3 separate regions of the Mus musculus genome follow, and all the other regions are linked to region 3. The links are chromatin contacts, called in public Hi-C and promoter capture Hi-C maps. All regions are on one chromosome and are shown on one strand. Each heading gives the region's core, a stretch centred on a gene start, on an enhancer-like site or on the middle of the called end of the contact. The rest is flanking DNA. Distances are from core to core; before and after follow the strand shown. Region 1 overlaps Xpo4 (exportin 4). Region 2 holds the start of 4930579G18Rik (RIKEN cDNA 4930579G18 gene). Region 3 holds the start of Cenpj (centromere protein J).

What was found. Hi-C and Micro-C count contacts between places; a contact is called where the count stands out from the background. Capture Hi-C pulls out chosen DNA fragments and counts their contacts.
Region 1: a contact with region 3 is called in a Hi-C map of muscle stem cells, with 4 times the contacts expected there. The contact joins the enhancer-like site here to the promoter of Cenpj in region 3. A contact is called at or near these places in 4 of 39 promoter capture datasets (the 3T3-L1 cell line, the C10 cell line, cranial neural crest and 1 more) and 1 of 484 Hi-C or Micro-C datasets (muscle stem cells).
Region 2: a contact with region 3 is called in a promoter capture Hi-C map of liver, with 2.5 times the contacts expected there. The contact joins the promoter of 4930579G18Rik here to the promoter of Cenpj in region 3. A contact is called at or near these places in 4 of 39 promoter capture datasets (the C10 cell line, liver and pre-B cells) and 2 of 9 other capture datasets (adipose tissue and liver).

The regions. Positions count from the first base shown.
Region 1 is chr14:57,605,611-57,609,113 of GRCm38.p6, reverse strand. All of the region lies in intron 9 of Xpo4 (exportin 4), which reads left to right. Among named protein-coding and RNA genes, the nearest start is that of 1700039M10Rik, 36 kb to the right of the region's middle. Within about 2 kb of position 1,448, at least 111 of the 459 cell types and tissues checked have an H3K27ac peak or open chromatin away from gene starts, as enhancers often do. A contact at or near this core is called in muscle stem cells, where this site is marked.
Region 2 is chr14:54,648,790-54,652,261 of GRCm38.p6, reverse strand. It overlaps 4930579G18Rik (RIKEN cDNA 4930579G18 gene), which reads right to left and starts at 1,751. Exons shown (of 6, transcript NR_038053.1): 1 at 1,714-1,751; 2 at 994-1,197; 3 at 448-522. It overlaps Acin1 (apoptotic chromatin condensation inducer 1), which reads left to right. Exons shown (of 19, transcript NM_023190.3): 9 at 404-545.
Region 3 is chr14:56,569,637-56,573,164 of GRCm38.p6, reverse strand. It overlaps Cenpj (centromere protein J), which reads left to right and starts at 1,319. Exons shown (of 17, transcript NM_001014996.2): 1 at 1,319-1,427.

The DNA.
Region 1 (3,503 bases), core at 199-2,698, 1.0 Mb before region 3:
AGCTTACAGGGCTGCATAAAGAGATCTTCTCTTAAAAAAGAAGGAAGTGCTTTCTGATTTCATGGACGACTTTGGAATTGGCAGTGGTTATTTGCTCACTGTGGGGGAAAGTACAGAGGGATGGGTTGTGCATGGTATCATTACTATTAGGGATAGATGTGGAGTTGTTTGCAGATAACAAGCAAGTTTGTAACAACAAGCAAGTTAGTCTTTATTAGTCTACTTTCAAAATATCTGATATTATGTTTATATAGATGGGTAGCAATGTAAACACTATATTTAATAATGCACCTCTAGGTTCAGAGTGAAAACACAGGATGATCTCATACACTTTTCCCTCCTTATCATCATCTGCTCCATTAAGCCTATATTAGAGTGGTATCTGTGTTATTGCTGTACCTGCATTGATTCATGGTTGTCACTCAGAGTCCATGGGTTCCGCGGGGCTCATTTCTGGTGCTCTAAATTTGTGTTATTATTATTACTGTTGTTATTATTAGACAGTGTCTCTCTATATAGTCTTAACTGTTCTGGAACTTGCTATGTTCACCAGGCTAGAGCTCACAGAGATCTACCTGTTTCTGTCTTTACCTCCCAAGTGCTAGGTTTAAGGCATTTGCCACCATGTCCAGCCTCCTGGTGGTATAAGTTTTTTGGATTTGGACAAATGCATAATGGCATATATCTTACCCTATAGAGTATTTGCCTTCTGTAAAAATTCTGTGTGCTTCGTCTGTTCATTCTTCTACACCAGGCTATGGCAACTACTGGGTGATAACATCATTCTCCCTGCCTCTCCTCCTCCTCCTCTTCCTCCTCCTCCTCTCTCTCTCTCTCTCCCCCTCCCCTCCCTCTCTCCCTCCCTCCTCCCTCCTCCCCTCCCCTCTCCTTTCTTCCCTCCTCTCCTCCTTTCTCTCCTCTCTCTCTCTGTCCCTGCCTCCCAAATGATGGAATTTGAATGTGTGCACCACATATTGAGACATACTACTCTTATGGTCTCTATAATCTTCCCTTCCCAGAATGTCCTGTATTTGGAATTATAGAATGATGTTGGGCTTTGGTCACTGAAATTATTTTCATTGTCAGAAAGGGACCAGATCAGAACAGAATCCTGTCATTTCACTATTTTGGGGAGTATATACTCAAAATTATTAAAGCATAAATGTCCCTTTTTTCTGTGTCTGAAGCTCTGCATCCTCACTTCTCTCCATCTCCAGGCTAGTTATAGGCAGAGGGAGCAGTGCTGATAATCATGTTTTGATTTCTACTCCCCTCTTCATATTCAAATGGAGTAAAGTGGGGTCAAGTAGGTCCCATAAGCTCTAAGCCCCTCTCCAAAGCCCTTCTGGCACTAGGCCTGACAGTGCTCAGAGCATGAGCACATAGAGTCTAGATTGGTCCCCTTAGTCATCTGTCCACATGCTGCCAGCAGGCTCTGGATCTGGGCCAGAGTGGCCATGGAACAGAGCCAAGGTGTTATGAAAAAGCACTAGCTTGGGTTTCACGTCTCTGGGATTAGACTGGAAGATCCAGTTGCCAATTGTCATCAACCAGATTTCTCACACTTTGCCTGATGAGTTACTTTATTAGTGTACAGAGGGAACCAAAACTTTGTTTTTTCTAAGAAGCTCAGTCTTTATTTTAAATCACCATCCAGTGTATAAGGTCTTGTGTATTCTACTTGAGATCATCCTAATAGCAGGGTTAAACGGAGGCATTATGGAGAATTCCTTTAATAATACGAGTACAAGGTTTTAAATTTTTTAAAAAGACTTTTACATTTTGATTCGTGTTTTAAATATGTACTTAGAAAAAACGATAGTAGGTCTTTAAAATATCCTGTTTTTCTTTTTGAGACTAGATCAGAGGGTGCTACTCCTAAGTCCTTTTAGATATGTTACCAGTCTGTTTGTTTTGGCAAGATAAACTGTTAAGACTTGACAAATGATGTCTGCAAAGCACACGCCTTGTTAAGTATATAAACAAGCCACAGATGTTTCTATGGGAAGAACGGATCCTATTCACTTCAGGATTCCAATGTTAGCTCTTCGTATTTGAGGAAATTATAGAAGGAATAGAACCATTGTTCCCATTGTTTATAACCAACATTGTGCTTTGGTTTTCATCTGTGTTTTGTTTTTCCTTTTTTAAAAAAGCACAGTGTATATTAACTATAAAGAGTAATTTTCACGTGTGTATGTAACATACTTGGATCATGCTCATCTGAGCCACTGCCATACTGCACAGTACAGGCAGAGACAGAAACAGAAACAGACTGTGCCATGTGTTTTTGTTGACTGTACTTTCATGAGCATTACAGTTACTTTTTAAAAAAGATTTATTTATTGTATATATGTGACTACACTGCAGCCGTCTTCAGACACACCAGATGAGGTCATCGGATCCCCATTACAGATGGTTGTGAGCCACCATGAGGGTGCTGGGAATTGAACTGAGTTGCAGACAGTGCTCTTAACTCCTGAGCCATCTCTCCAACTCCTACGGCAGTTTTTTGTTTGGCTTTTTTTTTTTCAAGGATTTATTTATTATTATATCTAAGTACACTGGAGCTGTCTTCAGACAGAGCCAGAAGAGGGCGGGCGTCAGATCTCATTACAGGTGATTGTGAGCCACCATGTGGTTGCTGGGATTTGAACTCAGGACCTTCGGAAGAGCAGTCAGTGCTCTTCACCACTGAGCTATCTCACCAGCTCTAGTTTTTTGATACAATCAAGAGGAAGCTTGATCGCCGTCCTCCTCCTGAGGCTGTCTGCATAGTTCTTGCCTTCCATCTTACTGTGTGTGAGGCCGTAGCTTCTCAGGTGCAATGGCATTCTCTACATCAGCCCACTTCCTGGTCTTTGCAGCTTTTTCAGTACAGTGGTTTTTGGTTTTTTTTTTTGGGTGGGTGGGGGTTGTTTGTTTTTTTGTTTTTTTCCAGCGGAGTATTAGATCAATCTAAGGAGGGATTTTAGATCACAAATAGCTTTATAGTCTGTTATTTGTATGTCTTAACTATTCTTGGAAATTCCTTCTTTATGTCTCAGTGGTGTGGTTTTAGTATGAAATTTTAACTGAGAAATATTAGCTACTCGTGAACAAGAAAGAATGGGAAATGAAAATTACAAATAATCACCTGAATAGTTCAGATCATGACAGTCTCTACACCATGGGGTGAGAGGCTCAACTGGGTGAGGAGAGGCCTGGCTTCCTCTTGGTTTCTTACCTGCTTACTCTCTTTTCTTTCTTTCTTTCAGTATGTCACTGGGGTTTTATCCTAGTACAAGAAAAACAAATGTGTAAGAATTATATTTATTGGTCTGGAGAGATGGCACAGTGGTTAAGAGCACTGGCTGCTTGCTCTTCCAGAGGTCCTGAGTTCAATTCCCAGCAACCACATGGTGACTCACAGCCATCTGTAATGGGATCTGATGCCCTCTTCTGGTGTGTCTGAAGACAGCTACAGTGTACTCAGATGAATGAAATAAATAAATTAAAAAAAA
Region 2 (3,472 bases), core at 502-3,001, 1.9 Mb after region 3:
TTTTATAAAGGAAGTGGGCTTCCTTTAGGTTCTTGGTAAATTAAAGATGCCTTAACTAGTGAGTAGAGAGGCTATAGCCTTCTAGACAAATTGAGGTCACTTTTGAAGGACTTTTCAGAGGAGACTGTTGGTTTCGTGCAAGAGAGCTGTGAAGTGAGTGTCTAAGAACTCTGAGTGCTGGGAACCCCACATAAAGGCCCCATCTGGTACTGAGTGGCCATGACCACTGTAATTTGTGCTTTTTCCCTAAAGAAAGCATTCCCACTTTCCCATGGGAAAGTTCTAGTCTGATCCCGCCCAAGTAAGGAGCCATTGGGATTTTATGTCCACAAAGCTAACATCTTGCTCTCTCTTCCCCTTCACTCTCTCCTACCCTTTCCTTCAATCTCTTCCATCCTGTCAGTGAAGAGAAGGAGGAAGTGACCATGGACACCAGTGAAAACAGACCTGAAAATGAGGTGCCTGAGCCTCCTCTGCCTGTTGCAGACCAAGTCAGCAATGATGAGCGCCCAGAGGGTGGTGCTGAAGAAGAGGAAAAGAAAGAGGTAACTAGCCAAGCCACCTGTTGGGGAGGGTGGGCCGAGCGTGGGCCTAGGGAGAATAGACCATCTCAGCCATCCCTCTTACACAGTGGGATGACCTAAAGGGGATAAGGCTATCCTTGGATCAGGATAGGGCAAGGGAGAATTCGCTGGTTTAGCAAGGGATGCCCCTTGTGATAACAGACAAGGTCTTTGATTTCCTTTCCCTACATGAAGCAGTGATATAGACCAGGCTCCTAATTTGGAAGTCTGTTAATGGCCCTTTTTTTTAGAGAGAGAGGGGGGAGAGGGAGGCGAGGGAGAGAGAGAGGAGAGAGAGAGAAAAACCAAAAAACCCAAGTGCAGCTTTCTTGCTGCTGAAGCTTCTGTGAAGCTAACTCCTTGAGCTTTCCCTCCTTTTTAAAAGCTTAATGGCACTTGTCGCCACCTAGTGGGGCTTTGGGTCTCTTACCGAGTCAGCCATGCTGAGGAATTTTTGTTGCTCTTCTGCCCCCCAGTGGTCTAATTACGGAAGTGTAGCTTCTTAGAAATCCAAGGGGTGAACCACAAGGCCCTCTTAGGTTTTGTTTTGTTTTGTTGGCACAAATATTACCACTTTTTCCTATACCCAGTTCAAGAGGCTTCCCCCATTGGAGCCAGCGAGGTCTTCTTGACCCTTAAAGAAATAGAATTAGCTGGGTTTGGGAGTGGTATTATTACAGGGTGGGAGGGGCTGTTGTGTGTGTAGCCTTTCTCTGGTGTGTGTTGCGGGGGTGGGGGCCGGTGAAAGTGATTTGATGTGCAGAATATTATTTATTACAAGGTCCTTCTTCCCCGTAAAACTTTGTCCAAGTACCTCATGTACGGTAATCCGCCCGTAAAATATAACCCTGCCCAACTGGCCAATCGCTGATGCCGCCTCTACCTCTGGACCCACCCGCTGCTACCGAGCCGCCCAATCAGAGCCGAGTGTGCTCCCGGTGTCTTGGCCAGAGGGGCGTGTCTGTGGGCGTCTGTGATGGGCCCCGCCTCCCTTCTTGCTTACATCGGGGCTGAGACGAGCACTGTTCTGGAGAGACTTGTACTGAGAACAAGAAGCATTTGGAAAGGGGTGGACTTGAATCATCGCCCTACTCGGGACACCCCAAGAAGAGTTGTGCCAGTGCTGGGGTGCCTGCCCACATGCCCTTACCTGTCAGAGACTGTGGGTTGCCTTGTTTGCTACAGACTGTTGGGATCCCCATCTAGGGACCAAGAAACCTAAGAGAGTCAGATGTTTATGACGACAGTGCCGAGCTGTAAACACTTGAGTGGGGCCGGTGGCCTAAGCTTTGTTGACTAGAAACCCTGCAGAGAAGTCTGGGGGTCTGTACCCAGGGGCTTAAAGCTGATGGCAGCCCAGCCCGCGTGTCACCACTTGCTCTTCAGATGGACTTTCCTTTGGTCCCTGCTGTCCATGGTGAAGGGCAGCATCGTGTCGGTCGCTTCAGCTTCTCCTCCATCCCTGGAGGCAGGGACTCACTCACCCACCCAACCGGAACCACTGTCTCAGCTGCAGTCCCTGAGGAGGTGCCAACGACAAACCGGAAGACATACTCTGAGCTTGCTGCTGAATGTGTACCAGGTCCTGGGGAAATTGACTACTGCCACCCCCGGGCTACCTTCATCAGAGGCTCCATGATCCTGCTCGGTGACAGGACCTCTCCCCAGTTACACTCAGAGGAGGAAGGGACTTTGGAGTTGTCACCTGGATCCCAAGTGTTGGCTAGTGGCACTGCTGCAGCTTGTCACTGGTGGACATAGGGTCCTGCCTGCCTCATGAAAGAAAGGCAAGGAGCATTCCTGCCGCTCACAGGCCGCTTGCTCATTCATCAGGGACTGCAAGATGATGCCCTACAGGGCCAGGACTGATGCTCTGCCCCCATTCCCCCCTCTGCCCCTCGCTGAGGCTGGCCATCGCCAGTGAACTGTTTTGACATCTTGGAAACTGGGCAGCGTCCCCCCACACGATTCCCTCCCGCCCCCCCTGCGCCCCTGGGAGGACTCTGGCAGTGCCACGCTGACTACCACGCCGTGCGCCCACCTTTTTTGCCAACCCAACCCCCCACCAATTGCACAGCGCCTAGCAGGGAGGGCTCATTCTGATTGGACGGCGGTTGACTAGATACAGTACACAGTGAGGTGCGATTGGCTGAACTGAAGATCCCAGGTGTGAGATGGTACCTGGAACATTTGTCATATTCCTAGTTTATTCTTTTATTTTCTACCTCTTCTTTAATCTTTTATTTTTATAATTTATTTTTTTATTTCTTTGTTGGGTTTATTTATTTGGTTCGTGTTTTTCTTGTTTTAATTAAGTTATTTTGTTTAATTGGTTTTTTGGGTTCTTTTATTTTCTTTCTTTTTTGTTTTTTTTTGTTTGTTTGTTTGTTTTTTTGGTTTTTATTTATTTCCTTTTCTCACTAACTTACCCATCGTGAGCAACCTAGCTAGGGGTCAGGCTGGCTCTTAACACAGACCAAGGAGACTTGGTTAGATGACACAGGTGGGGCTGGGGGTGGGAGGGGAAAGGAGATTAAGGGGGTCCTGCCCTACCCGTTAGAAGGGTGGTAGGGTGGTCTTAGTTTTTCCAGAAATAAGCACCTATAAAAGTGCCCCTGCTCTGTCTGTAGTGTCACTCCACTGTGTGTCTGGAAAGAGGCTTGCCCAAATCTGTCTTGTGGGATTTGTTTTGGTTTTGGTCCTTAGCCAGAGCCCCTGCATTTGAGCCCTGTTTGAAGGGGGAGCGTTAAGGCTCTGCTGGAGTAAGGGTGGTGGTTGGGGAGGCCGAGGCTTTCCCTGGAGCAGCTGGCCTTTACCAGAGCCTCCTTAGACAAGAGATCCTTGTAAATTCTCTCTGCTACCTGCCCTTCATCTGCAGTGAACCTTGTATAATTCTTTTCCTTGGTGTT
Region 3 (3,528 bases), core at 70-2,569:
TGCTACCCACTGAGCTCCATTCTCTTGTCAACATTTTAGGTGTGTGATCTTGGTAGTTTTGAACTTTGGCTTTTTCATCTATGATGTAACCTAACAAAACAAAGCAAAACAAAAACTTTTCCCGTCTCCATGTTTGAGGTGTCTGTACAAAATTTTAATTATCTTTAATAATATTGATTTATTTGAACTAATTAGTATAAAGGGCAATTCTTCTTGATGACCTTTTTATATAGAATCTCATGTTAACATACTGGCCTCTAACTTACTCTATATTGGAGGGTGACCTTGAATTTCTGATTCACCTTCCCCACCTGAGAGACTGGTCACCAATTTTGGATTATACAGTGCTGAGGATAGAACATACTAGGCAAGCATTTGATCAACCGGAGAAGAGAAAATGGGATGGCCTAGTGGTTATGGGCATTTGCTGTTCTCTCTCCCAAGATTGGGTTCAGTTTCCAGCTCCTACATGGTAGCTCACAAACATCTGTAGCTCTAGTTCCATGGGATCATGGGATCAGATGGCCCCTATGACCTCTACAGGCACCAGACACACGTCAGGGCACATACTAACATGAAGGCAAAATATGCTTGCACATAAAGTAAAAATAAAATAGTAAAATTATATATTTAAAAAACAGATGTTAGTTTACAATATTGTTCAAACCTAGTCTAAAAACTGTGGTAGCTTGAAGTGTTGTAGCATCCTAGATTAAAGGGTCATGTCTGTATTTTGGAACCCCTCTGGTGGCAAAACAAATAAACAGTGAAATCTGCGCTCAACATTCCATATATAATTTTAATATCTGCACTTTCAATATTCCATATAATTTAAACACTGAATGCACACACTTTGTGCAGCCATCGACTAGCCACATAATAGATGATTATTTCCGGAGTAAATTTTTCCACGGTTATCTTCACTTATTCGTCCTACCAATGTCACTTTTTTGTTTTAAACAGGTCTTTATTAAATCAAACCCATTCAAAGAGAAAAGCGAAGACGACGAAACTCTCCCAAACCTGTCGTCTTTTAGATTCGGTTTGAATCTCTGTGTTCCTGGCACAATGGAGTACGCTCTCTGTTACCGCAGGGGTCAGATCTCAATCGGTTGACTTCAGAACAACAGCTGTTGACCAGTGCCCGCCGCAAAAGAGCGCGCATAGAGCATCCCCTAGCAACGTTTATGGCGGTGTTGCTGGGAGTTGTAGTTTGCATGTGTCCGAGGCGCCTGCGCGCAAGCTCACACGGACTGTAGGAACTACATTTCCCAGGAGTCACTGGACCAGAGTTGGGCGGGGCCGGTCCAGGAGGCGGGGCTCTGGCTGCAGCGATGGTTGTGGCGGCTCATTCGTAAATGCCGGGCCAGCTAAGTGGTGACTATCGCTGGTCGGAGCGGTCTGAACAGCTGTTTCTTCGAAGAACGGTAACTGATGGGCGGAAGGAGCGGAGAAGCCCGTCCGCCGCCCGGTTCCTGAGAGGCCAGCTTGGGCTTTGGGGCTGGCATGGCGCGGAGGGCTTGGCGCCCGCGGGCGGCGGTGGTTCCGGGGCTTAAGCCCGCTTTGTTCTTCCGAGCACCCGGGGGATCGGTCCTCAAGGGGGTCGGCCGGGGTGCGTGTTTCTGTTCCGGGCGACACGCTCGCCGGGCCGGGTGCAGTGGCGCCGCTTGCAGTCTTTCAGGAGGCCTTATCTCGGCTTCTCCAAAAGCTTTGTTGCTTTCAAGAAGAGTTGTGTTTCAGGGGAGGCGGACCTGTCAGCTGAAAGTTTTCAGGGTCTGAATTGTCTCCTCGTATCTTCCTCAATCAAGGTCTGAATTGTCTCCTCGTAACTTCCTCCTTCTCCAGTGCAGATAATTTATGTTTTGAACAGAAAGATGTCAAAGCTTTCAATTAGTCGATTTTTTTTTAAAGGCAGCTTTACGTACAATTAACTTACGGTAATGACTACAACTTCATAAGCAGGTGGTGTTGTACCTCAGATTTTAATATCTGAGTTTACATAACATACTGTCCTAGACAGTCTATTATTTGTAGTTTACCTAGGCCTTCGTATAAGTAATAAAAAACAAATTTAGGGGAAAATTTTTGGCGTTCTTTAGACAAGGGCTTGTTATGTAGCCCAAGCTAGCCTTCCACCTCAAACACTGTATTATAGGTGTGTATCATCAATACCCAACTGTGAATCAGTATTTCAATACTTAAAACTGGCAGTACGTATAGTTTTAGGACCACAGTAATGGACTTGTAGCAAAGGTATGGAAGTTTTAGTGCTTTTTAAAAAAAGGTGTGTGTGTGTGTGTGTGTGTGTGTGTGTGTGTGTGTGTGTGAAGACGATGTTAAGATGCTGCCCTAAACCATTATTACACTTTGCTCAGTCTAACAGGGAATTGTTGACGATTTTCACATTACAGAGTGACTTTCTTTGCAGCTTGTTTACTGTCTAAATTAAGATTTATTTAGTTTTAAGATTACCTTTTACAAATATTGTTGTGTACATGATATGTGTTGGATTTCATGCATGTTCTGCATGTGTGGAGGGCAGGGGACAACTTTGTAGAGTCAGTGTCTCCTTTCACCTTTATGTGGGTTCCGGGACCAGCTCTGATCGCCAGGCGTGTACAGTTTGCACTTTACCCACTGTGAGCCATCTCTCCAGCTCTGGGTTTTCTTGCTTTTGTTTTGTTTTAAAGACAGTCTCTCACTTTACACTCACACTGTCTTTGGGACTTGCTATGTATCCAGACCGGCCTCACCCCTGTGATGACCAGCTTCCTTCCTCAGTGCTGGCATTATGCTTGTGAGACCCCATGTTTGATTTAAACATTTTTTTTTTTTTTTTTACTAAGGATGTTGAAATTTAACCAAGGTTAACTGAAAACTCCCTTCCTTGCCTTTACAGGTAGGTTCCTAATGTAAAAACAATTAGGATTATCTTTCTTACAACAGATTACAAGGAAATTACTATTCAGGAATTAACAGTTACTGGATAGCTAGTTAATGCGTGCTACTCTTTTTTGTTTTTTTGTTTTTGTTTTTCGAGACAGGGTTTCTCTGTGTAGCCCTGGCTGTCCTAGAACTCACTTTGTAGACCAGGCTGGCTTCGAACTCAGAAATCCACCTGCCTCTGCCTCCCAAGTCCTGGGATTAAAGATGTGTGCCACCACGCCCTGCGCGTGCTACTCTTAAGTGTATGATGCAGTGTATATACTCCCTGCAGGCTGGAGCCCTTTCTCAGTAAGAACCAGCCCCTATCTTTCTAGGTGCTCTAGTTTGGCTCTCCTTGTTATGGTAGAAAACAACTAACTGAAAACAACTTGGAGTTTATTTCAGCTTACATGTTGTGGCCTATCATCCAGAGAAGCCAGGGCAGGAGCTTGAGGCAGGAACTGATGCAGAAACCATGGCAGAGTAATGCTTGCTAGCTTGCTTCATGGTTTGCTTTCTTATATGACCCAACCCACCTGCTTATGAGAGGCATCGCCCACAGTGGCTGGGCCCTCCCACACTAGTCATTAATCAAAAAAAATG